2 separate regions of the Zea mays genome follow, and region 2 is linked to region 1. A link is a contact called in public Hi-C data. All regions are on one chromosome and are shown on one strand. Each heading gives the region's core, a stretch centred on a gene start, on an enhancer-like site or on the middle of the called end of the contact. The rest is flanking DNA. Distances are from core to core; before and after follow the strand shown. Region 1 holds the start of LOC100502172. Region 2 holds the start of LOC100383052 (evolutionarily conserved C-terminal region 2).

Region 1 (6,174 bases), core at 2,556-5,055:
AAACCTGTTTGATTCGCATCTTAATGGTGATAGTCCACCAGTGAGTTTCTCCGTCAATGGACACACGTACAACATGGGATATTACCTAGCAGATGGTATTTATCCGGACTGGCCAGCGTTTGTCAAGACAATCCGTCATCCGTATGATGTGAGGACCCAACATTTCGCCACTATTCAAGAGTCTTCTAGAAAAGACATTGAACGGACATTTGGAGTACTACAGAAGCGATGGGCCATAGTTAGTGTTCCTGCATATGGTTGGTCTCCACAACACATTGGAGATATAATGAAAACATGCATCATATTGCACAACATGATCGTAGAAGATGAAGGTCCTTCGTCTTTGAACACAAGCTTCAACAACATCGGAGTTTTGGCGGACACTAGTCATGGTTCCATTTCGGAGCGGAATGAGTACATCAACAATAGGTACGGCCAACTACATGATCCAGTGAAATATAATCAGTTGCAGGTTGATCTAATCCACCACCACTGGGCGCGGCATGGATTCGGAGCTGCTTAAGTATGAAGTTTATGTCTGTGATGTGTTAAGTATGTTTGTCTTATTGTCATGTCTAATGTGTCATGTCGTCGGTTCTGTTATTCCCAAGCTACTATGTGTTAAGTATGAAGTTTATGTTTGTACTATGTGTTAAGTATGATGAAGTTTATGTTTCTACTATGTGTACTGCAAACAGATGGAGTTCTTCACATTTGTGGTTGTCCAATGTGTCATGCTTTAATTGACTAATGATATAACAAGTCTACTATTATTAAGCAACATGACTGAGTTCAAACATCACACAACAGAAAATTGCCAAGTGCAGAAACATAAAATTGTTCTCAAAAACAAATTACAGTACTTCCTCAAGCACTAGAATGAACTTTCACTTGCTTGACGACGAGCTTCCAGTAACCCTTGCCAGAATCTCCAGTTGTTTTGCCTCGTAGTACTATCGAAGTAGGGGGTTACATTTTGTCAAATCCATGCTCAATATGAGAACCTCCTGTTCTGTGTCCTCCTTCACCTTTTGTCGTTCCATCTTCATCTTCTCTAAATTTAGCTTCTTCCTCTCCAATATTAGTTTCTGCCTCTCCTGTTTTTTCATGAACTCCAACTTCTTCTCCTCAGTTGAAGCTACTGATTGTAGACAGATAACCGTTCCAAAGATAGCTCACCCATCCGTGTTAGGTACTCGGAATCAGTGGATGATGTGTTCTCTGATCTTTGCTTCTTTGCCTTTTCCTTGGCTGAATCACGACCAAGCGACCTCTTCGAAGTAAAGCTTGATGGACCTGAGTCTTCAGCAACATCTAAGTCAATAGTATTTGATTGGGTACCAATTGGGTTGGGTGGAGGATTTTGGTTGCCCATGTGCTGGTCCATCCATTTTGGTTGATCCTTCAATATGGACCAACAATGTAAGAAATGGAAGGGCTTCTTTTCATCAGCAGCAAACCGAGTAGCCGCAAGCGAAGTCTGCAAAACAAAAAAAAGCATTTCATGAAACACTGGTATGTGGTTAATTACATTTACGAACATTTTCGTACCTTATCTGCATCAGTCATGCCACTTGGGTTTTGTCGAAGCACAGCCATCATGTATCCAGCAAAGGTAGAACATTGAGTTTTGATACTGTCCCACCTGCTCATGAGAGATTTCGTAGACCTCTCTGGCATTGATCCTCTACGAGAGTTGTATGCCTCTGTAATCCGATTCCAAAATCCTTGACGCTTCTGACCAGTGTTGACAATGGGATCACAACTCACAGCCAACCATGCTTGACAAACCCTCATATCCTCTTCAGACGTGAAATTGGCTAGCTTTGTGTGTTGAGGAGGCTTCTTCACTGGAGGTGCTGTTGGTGAGGCCTGGGCTGGTATATCAGGTGGAGGAGGAAATGCAGTGTTGTCAAACTGAGTGCCATCATCCTCAGATAGGAAACTGCCATACTGTGCCATAACTTGGTTCCAATCCGTACCCATGCTGTACATTGAAGGTACTCACATAAAAAATACATGAGATTAAAATGAATAAGTGTACTACATTTGAGACAAGCATTTGAAATGAAAGCACAACCATGAGAAAAGTAAACAGGACAGGCAGAAGAAACTCAGAAGTGCTGGAGACTAGATATATTGGAAAGTTGATAACATTTAACAGAGCACGTTAACATAAACATGTCATCAACATCGCGTCCAGATAGGTGTCGACAACATAAACATGACATCAACTAAACCACTAACTTGTGCCACACATCTGTTGTGTTCACATACAAAAGACTAGTTCCACTAACATAAACCTAACACATACACATATTCCTTAGGTGCATGCTAATCTAGTAGGGATAGGTGTCGTCGGTGGAGTAGTCGCGTCCGTCGTCGTAGCCGACGATATCGTCAGGATTCAACTCTGAATCATAATCAAGCAGAAGCTCATCCTCTGTTTCTGATGATTCAGCAATTGGAGAAGGGGCCATGTGCTCCATCTCCCAGTCTTTTTCCAGTGCAAGGTGATCAAGGTCCTTGGCAAGGTCCTCGATCTGAACTAAAGCACGATTCATTTCATTGAGGACTGGTCCGCTAACTGGTTGGAAGGCACCGTGGACGACATCGACGATGTCGGCACAACGCTGCTCCACTACTCTGATTAAATGAGCGAGTACTCTTCGGAGCTTTGCGTTCTTCGAATCCATGGTCTACATAAAACATATGGTTGTGTTAATATATGTACGTGAAAATTTTATGTATACCGTGGCCTAGTTGCTACATTGATGGTAAATATACTCCGGAGCAGCTAGTATTGCCAATAGGCAGTTCAAATCATCACATGAATTATGAACATCAATTATCAAGATAAAACCTAGTGGTCATGATTCAGTGTGTCAAAAGCATTGGCCAAGTAATTGTGAATACACCTCGATTCCTATATGAACAAAGCTTCTAGCACAAAGAAATTTCCTTAATGTGAACATCAATTATCAAGAGATACAATAGTGGTCATGATTCAGTCTGTCTAAAGCAGTCGCCATGTATTTGTAAATACACATCGTTTACTAGAACATCGAAGCTTGTACCACAATCAAATTTTCTTAATGGCAACAAAAATTATGAACAGAAAACCTAGTGCTCAAGGAATCCTACATCCATCCAATGTATGTTCGGTGAACCTAACCCTAGATCTGGACGAGTTGTAGCATTTCAAGTACTAGAATCATAGAAAGCAAAATCGATCTTCAATGTTTACCTTTTTGTCTTCGGATCTGGACCACCCGACCGAATGGAAGACGATGATGATGGCGACGTCGAGATGCGCTTGTGTTTCTCCCCACCTTCCTTCGTCGGCGCCGTGGATCTTCTCAGCTTCTTGGCGATGGCGGTTCGACGGCGACGAACACCGACGGTCACACCCGCTCCTTGGATCTTTGACTCGTCGGCGGCCACCTCCTTGCCTCCAGCCACCGAGAGCGGTCCACCTCCGGACCCGCTCGAGCACGGCCTCTTTGAGCCCAGCTTGGCCGGCGGCGCCGAGGAGCAGCGCCGCGAGGCCCCCTCGCCGAGATGGATCGAAGTCGCCAGCGACGGCACAACAGCGCCTCCGGATTTTTCACCCCCGCGCGAGCCCGACTCCTCGCCCGGATATCGGACGTCTGCAATTCTCCACATCTAGGATGCGTGCGGCGTCCTCTAAAATTTAGAGTGCCATATAAAGTACCTTGCTGGACGCCTAGAGGACGCGTTTGAACCCTACATTTAGAGTACAAGACGTTTTACCGTGTAACATCGCCGTCCCTTTTCCACCATCTACTATAGAACCAAACGACAACTGACGCCACTTCGAGTCGCGCCCGGCGTCCCCAACTCCACCGACGCCGAGCACAACCGTTGTTTCCGGCTGGTCCTCCACTGGCCGCTCCTCAGTCAGTCCCGGATTCTCCCTTGGGTCTGGAGTGGAATGGAGGTTAATCCGATCATGGGGTGATTTCCTCTTTTAACTGGTGAGTAATCGTAGGTTAGCTGGGCGGATTGCTCCGGGTATGAGTTGGTTTCGTAATCTCCATCCGGTTAGTTGTGGAATTGTGTGCCCGCTCACTCTCTACTAATCAGTCGATTTATCCGTGATTTGGTTAGGATTTTCTTCCTCGTGTAGGATCAGCGCAGCCGGAGCTCAAAGGTGCCTGTGGAGTTTATTACATCAAGAATTTTGGGTTCGACATAATCCCCATGTCCCCCAATAAGTCCGGCCATGCTTCAGGCCGTGACGCGGTTTTCTGGTCCGATAGAATGAACGAATATCTTATTGATTCGCTGCTTCACCAGCAAGCCATTGGGAACAGGAGTGAGTCCAAATTCTCATCGGTGGCATATGATAGCATCATCACCGGTGTGGGTGAGAGGTTTGGCGTGGTGATCGACCGGAACAATATAAAAAATCGCCTAAAGCATATCAAGGAATCGTTCAATGAATGTAGGAACCTCCTTGGTGAAGATAATCGGTTTAGGTGGTGCCCAGAGAGCAGAAGATTCAATGCCGACCCAAATGTTTGGAGGGAGTTGATCGAGGTTTGTGTGCGCTATCAATTCAGTCAAGAATAGGCGTTGACTTCTCTGTTGGATAGAAAAAAAAACACCGAAAGCCCCTGCTTTGTTTTGTAGAGAAAACCAGAAGCAAAGAAATGGATGATGAAGACGATTGACCATTATGATAGCTTAATGGATCTATTTGGTAAGAATAGGGAGAAACGTCAAGACGTTGAGAACTCAAAAGGTACCTCGAAGAAAAAGGCGCGAACAGAACCGCCAAAGGAGATACTTCAACGTACTCCATTAAATCGGAAGGGGTCAGCTCTTGCCGAAAGTTCAGATAAGACGGTGGACAAATGTGAGGTATCATTATTTGGACTTGATGAATTATTAATTAAGTTTATTTTACTTGTTCTCACCGCTCGAGGAAGGAAATTGCTTTGGTAATATTGATCAGGAAGTCTAGTTTGCCACCTTTAATTTAGGTGAGCCATGCTTTCTTTGGCAAATGTTTACTTGATTATCAAAATTATGGCCCACCATGCTTCCTTGTCCCGATGAATCGCTTGTTATAAACTGAGTCTTTTTACCAAATATACTACAACCATGTTGTCGTGGCTGAGCATACGGCTTTGCCACACTTGCCTAACTTTATTTGCTACAATGTTCGCTATGAGCCAAGTGTCGAAGCAAGTTCTTTTGCTCACTAGATGCTTGTCTGAACACCAAAGCATGTAGACTTATAATAACATCATGCATCTGTTCTTGCATCATCTTGGTACTGGTACATAACAAAGCACTTACTATTTTGTACATGCCAACTTGTCTAGTTCACTTTTTGCTCTACTTATTTTGGATAGTATGTGTCTTCTATATATAAAAGTCATCTCATCTATTAGTGGTAAGCTAGATACCCTTTTATACCATTTTATGATATGATGCTTACAATTTGTTGATGCATGCATTATCGCTAATTTCTAGTTTTATTGTAAACACTAGTTCTGTTGAAACAGATACGTTATATTAACTACTACCTATATGGCTATATGTTATTTGTTGTTATCTTGCAAAATTTTCCCTTAACGATTTCATTGATATGTTCTATATATTAATTGTTCTGTTGATTCATTCGCTCAACCAATGAACGACTGATTGAATGCTTCTGTAGTTTTAAAAAAAATTCTCGAATATAGTAGCTGTGAAAAGATCATTATGAACCATTGTAGTTAGAGTTTACTTGGTGACTAAAATGAGTTTAGAGCGTGTTTGGTTCGCGTCACTGCATGGTCTGGAATGATCCGATCCAAAAAACTAAGCTAGCCACACTGTTTGGTTTGCATCACCTATTAGACCCATCCATCACCGACCAATCCCTTGTAAGTTGGTAAACAAGTCAATTTCTGTGAACATACGGCTCCTTGGAAATCAACAGACGACCACTTCCTCCAAATCAAAGGTCTGTCCAATCCTTAGGTGAATCCATGAGGGATCAACTCATTCCGCACTAGATGGTTCCTTGAGCAAAACACGCTGTTAGGGTTCACTTGCTGACCGGGATAAGTTTCCTTTTATCTAGACTGCTATTATATGTGTAGGAATTTTTAGCGAGATATTGACATCATGGGAGTAAGTATCATCATGTTGTCTGAA
Region 2 (5,701 bases), core at 516-3,015, 290 kb before region 1:
AAACTCTGCAACACAATATTATGAAAATAATTTGTTTGGCGAACACACCATGAGGTTTGTTGTTGGATGCTGGCTCTGACTTCTCATAGAAGACGAATTGGAACGGTAAGATGTGGAACTAGCAGTTGGTATCTGATGCCCATTCGAGTAAACTGGACCATCGTACCATTGAGCTGGAGAACGAACACCATTGTGACCATAATTGCTTGCAGAAGGTCCACTGCCTTGCATAGGTCCTCTTCCATATAAACCACTGTTTGCTACCGATACATTCAGGTGGGTTTGCTTACGTGGCAGCGAACTGTTGTGAGCAATTGTCATACCATTAGCCCTCACGTTTGGAGTTGCTTTTGTTGCATCTACCAAAACTCGTGCCTGCTGACTGGCAACAGAGGGCGGTTCAGGTTGAGAACTGGCACCATTTAGACCATGTTTTGCGTTTGTTGGTGTTGGTTGCTGATAATATTGAGACGGGTATTGATATTGCTGAGAACCATATGACTGGCCATCATGCCCAACAGTTGGTACTGGAGAACCCGAAGGATATGGGCCGTATGGAGCATAGCCATATCCAAGGTACATGTCTCCATACACGGTCTGCTACATTAGTTCAACAGAAAAGAAAGTATCAGCTCCATCCCTTATGTTATCCACAAGAGTAAATAAGTGATTCACCAAAATTCATAGTTAACAAATTTGAATGTGTAGTGTGTACACATGCCACTGTATTTGTTCTCAGATTTCTAGAGAAAGTGGAAACGCATAATTCAAATGTATCTTAAACTCAAAAATACACCTAGCTGAGATAATTGCACAGTCAACACAAATGTTAACTTACAGGGGGCATCTCCATTCCTTCATGACCAGCATACCTTGAGTCCCATTCATTGGCTGAGCCATCATAACCTGAGAAGCAGCATACAAGAATCAGGCATTGCAATTATGAACGTAGCCACCTACCAAGGTCTGAGGCGACAAGGAGCACAGGTTTATGTACCACTAGGGAAGTAATAGGCTGGAGAGGCATATGCACTGGGCTGGTAGAAGAAATTAGGATCCATGGCCTCCTGTAGTAGAGGTGTTATCGACCTGTCCACCTGTGAAGCAGCGCTCTGTGCATCTCCAGCGTGGGTAGATCCTCCATATGGCATCCCAGAAGGCTACAATTATACGATTCAAGTAGCCATTAATTTTTTTTTATCCTCGGTGAATTTCTCCTTCCACTAAGAATAATTCCGCAAAACGAAACGGTCGCCCAAAACAGCCTAGAAAGTTATACCTTCTTGGCAGTGTCGGAGCCATCCTTGCCCTCCAGAGACAGCTTCTGCAGAAGATTGGTGGTCTCTGCAACTCACGAATCAAGGAAGAAGCACACATATAATTCAAGCAAGCACCTCACAGTTCGATCGATACAGTTTACCTAGTGAAAACGAACAGAATTTTTTCCCCCAATATAAGGGTGACCAAAAAAAATAAAAATGTTTCTTGAAACCGACTCCTATAACACTGCTCAAAGGCCCTGAACACGGATCAAACCCGCCAAAAAAACGAACAGGAAGCAAGGATACGGTCAGCAGCGCTAGGGGCAGGAGCAACTGTCGACATGGCTTCTTCTCGCGAGTCAATTCGATCTAGGACAGACGTCTGCCGCAGCTACCAACACCAAACGACTGCTCCTGGATCGGATTCAAGGCCGGTGTAAAAAATCGATAAGATAATTCTTATCTGTGGTGGGGAGAGGCGGTGGGTAGGTGGTGGTGGAGGATAAACCCTAGGGAGGGGGGAGGGGAGACGAGGCGAGGATAGCCGCCACAGACGCCACGCGAGGGGAGGGAAAGGAGCCCCCCAGCGAAGAGGTAGAGGGGTTTTAGCGATTCGAAGGGCGGTGATTCAAATACCGACCCAAGCCCATCCCCGCTGCTCGTTATCTTCCCAACTTCTGCTCCAGGTACACAGAACTTGTGAACATGTTGGAAAAAAGTGTCAAGTCTCCAGGAGAACATGTGGTGGCACGCTAAATTAACAATGCTCCTTGGTTCGATTTATGGTAGACATAGGAAAAATACCAGAGAAAAGTAACACAAGAAATAGAATATGATGAACAAAATCAAAATACGACGAAAACCCTACCTAGCGATACCTTCAAGAGCTTTTCTAAATTTCAGTCTCTAAATTATCATTATAGTCATTTACATAAAAAATATTTTCTATATCTTTTTAATCTCCAACAGCTTTTATATATCCTGTTTGCATTCTATAAAGCCATTCACGTTTTCTATCTTTGGCGGCAACACTATTGTTTTTCTTCTTCGATGAGTAGACCACATGTTCTCCTTGTTTAATGGATTGCGCTAGCCCATCATTGCCTCTGACATCTATCACCACCTAGACTAGCATAATCCAAATCAGGTTGTTTCCCACCCCTAGCTCAGCGGTGTCTGACCCCTATACTCGTTACCACCACCAAACTGACCACTGTTGTTGGACCCCTTGCTTTCTAAGTCCAGTTATGTGGTACTCCCTACCCTAACCCTAGGGCTCTCCTGGAAATTAAAATAAAACAAAATCCTAAGCCTAAATCCCACGGTCATTGCTCCATTGTCCGACCCACGGCAGTCTCGCATCGATCGCCCCGCCCTTCACCCACGAAGCATTATGCATACTTTTGTTTAAGATTTAGAAATATAGCACAAAATTTCTATGATTCTTAGGTTGATGTTTATGCAAATTATTATTGTATTCTCTTTCTTTTTTCTCTCGATGTAAATCAATTGGTCAAAGCAATGTCTTTCCTCGAGTTTAGCCCAATAACAAAACCAATTCCATGGTCACCACGACGTCCTCGTTTTCACATACACAGACTCGATGTCATTTGTGAAACAATGTCTAACATTCTAAATTCAATGAACCTATCGAGTGTTACGATCCTTGTGACCATGTAAAACAATAGAAATATGTCGATGCCAATTAATGGAATGGTCAACTTCCATCGTTAGTGATAGCGTTGTGTGTGATGGCTCTGAGGTTTCCTACAAAGTTGGTGTCTAGGTGAATATTAATGTGGCTTGGTATGGTCTTTGAATCGATGAGTATGCAAATTCAATTATTCAAACATGCCGTTCAGGTGATATGCAGGTTGCTTCTTCTTGCCATGCTCCATGTAATACTTCTTTGCGGAACATGCATAGTGTTTCTTTCCAACAAGATTCATGTAATGCTTCTTTTGTGGGGGCGAATGTTAACAAAAAAAATTTTGTTGTGTGGCTTAGTTTATTGTCTAAAATATCACAAATAAATGCCCCCAAAAAAATATCACACATAAATGACCCGGCGTTTTACTATAACTTGTATAGATACATTAAATAGACAGATATTATTAGTTTTATCGGTTCATTTATTATGTGCCAAAAAAACCTTAAATGTACCTCATGTCCCTTTGTACATGTTACATTTTTCTCATATTTTTTAGGACTACATACGTATTGTGTGCATGTTGGTAATGTTAGTTGGTACATCACTCGTGTCGTGTCTCTCATTTGATTGAAATTATGTCTCTAGAACTACACGAGGTCATACAAACACATTATGTTATTTTTATCTCCACAGTGTTTGTATTCAAGTCAAGTTAAGTATTAAGGTTCCATTTGGCATGTTTTCACTTCAGTAGTGAAATTGATTTTGTTGGCTTCGGTTTTATGAACAACTCTTTCGGTAAAGCTAGAGCTGTTTTGGTAAAACCGTTTGACAAAACAGCTCTGCATGTAAAGCTGTATAAAACAATTTGTTTGTTTCGGACTAAAACCGACTGTTCAGACTGTTGTAGTTATCCGCAGAGATAAACACTATAAAGCAGTAGAAGTCGGTGCGAATTAAAGTCAAACATGTTTTTCCACATAGAGACCAATAACCCACCACTACTGAGGTGAATCGCCATGATTTCTTCGTCCATCTCAAAACTATATGACAGTATAAACTAGTGAGCTTCCTGAGCAAGGTCGTTTTGTGTTTTGTCTTGTTTGATTGCTTCTTAATTTCCAAAGTAACATGTGTTTACATGGTTATTATGGTCATACATAAAGATTATTTACTTGGAATTACAAAAAACTAAAAAGTATAATCATGTTTTTTATGTGCCGAGAACTCTACCGACCCATATTCATGGACGTTATTACAGAGGTAATATGTGATTCAAAAAAATATATACTGCATATCGTTTTTGCCGTGTGGTTGTGTGACCGTGTCCGTGTGGCTTCCGCATTAATATCTGTTTAAACTATACTACATCATCAGGAAGACAGAAAACCCTAGGCTGCGTTGGGCCAGCCGCCAGCCCACGACCCAATCAGGCCCATTCTGTGTAGGCTGTAGCTGTGGTCCTTGTTGATTGCAGAGCTTTCTCCACAAAGCACCGAGCTTGTTCTTATCTGGAAGCGGTTTCGTTGCTTGACGAAAGATCTCTCTCGATGCCCTTGCTTGTCCTCTCTCGTCGTGTGGCATCTGGAGCACAGCTAAGCGGCTGTTTCGAAGCCCACTTGTAAAGCCAGGAGCCAAGCGAAGAGTTTGCATTCCTGAGCGTACGTTTTTGCCCCCCATCGAAAACACCAATAAGCTGACACCAGAAAGAAGTATCCTTAACGGTTCACACCAGCGTGTAGTCACAGCTGTAAGCTGTTTCAGGCAACGCGGTGACCGACTAGTGGAGTAGTGGTGGCGATAAGCTGACAAAACCACTGCCCCATATAAGATCGGTTTAAAACAGCTTCACCAATTTCAAATTCATATTTCAAAAAATTAACAAAGTCTTGGTCTACTAAATATAGACTAGCATATAGTATGTGCTAACGTTATGATCTGGAAAGAAATGATCGACACCAGGAGACGAGGGGAAGAGGAGGCTGGGAAGGCAGGGATCAGATAGATGATTCATATAATACTGTCTATTGAATTTGAGAACAACTCAAGTTTACTAAATTTAGAAGAAAAAGATATCCATAAGTACCACTAATTACACATGTACCGATTCCATCGTCTCATTTTTCCGACGACGCCCTTCTTGATCGACTGGTCATGGCTCCGCCCCCCCTCCCCCCACACCCATTCTTTCCCGATCGTGCCCTTTTTCCGGTCACGCCACTGTTCGACTCGGTTCTGGACACGCGTGGGCGTGGACACACTATGGGACTGTTTGGTTCAGTTTTGCTGACTAACTTTTCTGAGAATCTGGCTATGGAGAATCAGACTGTGTAAAGAATCTGAATATCATCGTGATTACGTGCGGAGAAAGATGAAGTGCTTCAAAAGGTTCAGTATGTAGAAAGTAAAGGATTCCTACTATCGTGACGACTCGACCGATTTTATATTCATGTTGATTTTGGATATTTTTTATCAAAGAAATTATTATAGAAATGGACCGAAAAGCTAAGATGTTTGTGTCGGTGTTTTGGGTCCGACCGCACACCCGGGGTTGCCCCTCAAGGTGTTTTTAGGAGTAGGACGGTGTCGCCGACTGTAGCTAAATGGTTCGTGTCGGATGCACGAGGAACAATGGACAGTGTTTACAGGTTCGGGCCGCTTGGAGATGCGTAACACCCTACGTCCTGGTGAGAATGCTTTACGTGGTGGATTACAAGGGAGCTCTCTAACACTAGAGGGTAGAGAGTTGGGATGGATGGCTGAGTAGTGAGATCGATCCTTCTGAAGG

Evidence for each region. Hi-C and Micro-C count contacts between places; a contact is called where the count stands out from the background.
Region 2: a Hi-C map of tassel shows a contact between it and region 1, with 1.8 times the contacts expected there. The contact joins the promoter of LOC100383052 here to the promoter of LOC100502172 in region 1. A contact is called at or near these places in 3 of 25 Hi-C or Micro-C datasets (endosperm, leaf and tassel).

Annotation. Positions count from the first base shown.
Region 1 is chr1:282,435,221-282,441,394 of Zm-B73-REFERENCE-NAM-5.0, reverse strand. LOC100502172 reads left to right here and starts at 3,805. Exons shown (of 8, transcript NM_001196650.1): 1 at 3,805-3,998; 2 at 4,151-4,563; 3 at 4,657-4,887. The coding sequence starts at 4,225.
Region 2 is chr1:282,725,273-282,730,973 of Zm-B73-REFERENCE-NAM-5.0, reverse strand. It overlaps LOC100383052 (evolutionarily conserved C-terminal region 2), which reads right to left and starts at 1,765. Exons shown (of 9, transcript NM_001175728.1): 1 at 1,569-1,765; 2 at 1,280-1,344; 3 at 998-1,160; 4 at 839-906; 5 at 49-600. The coding sequence starts at 1,605.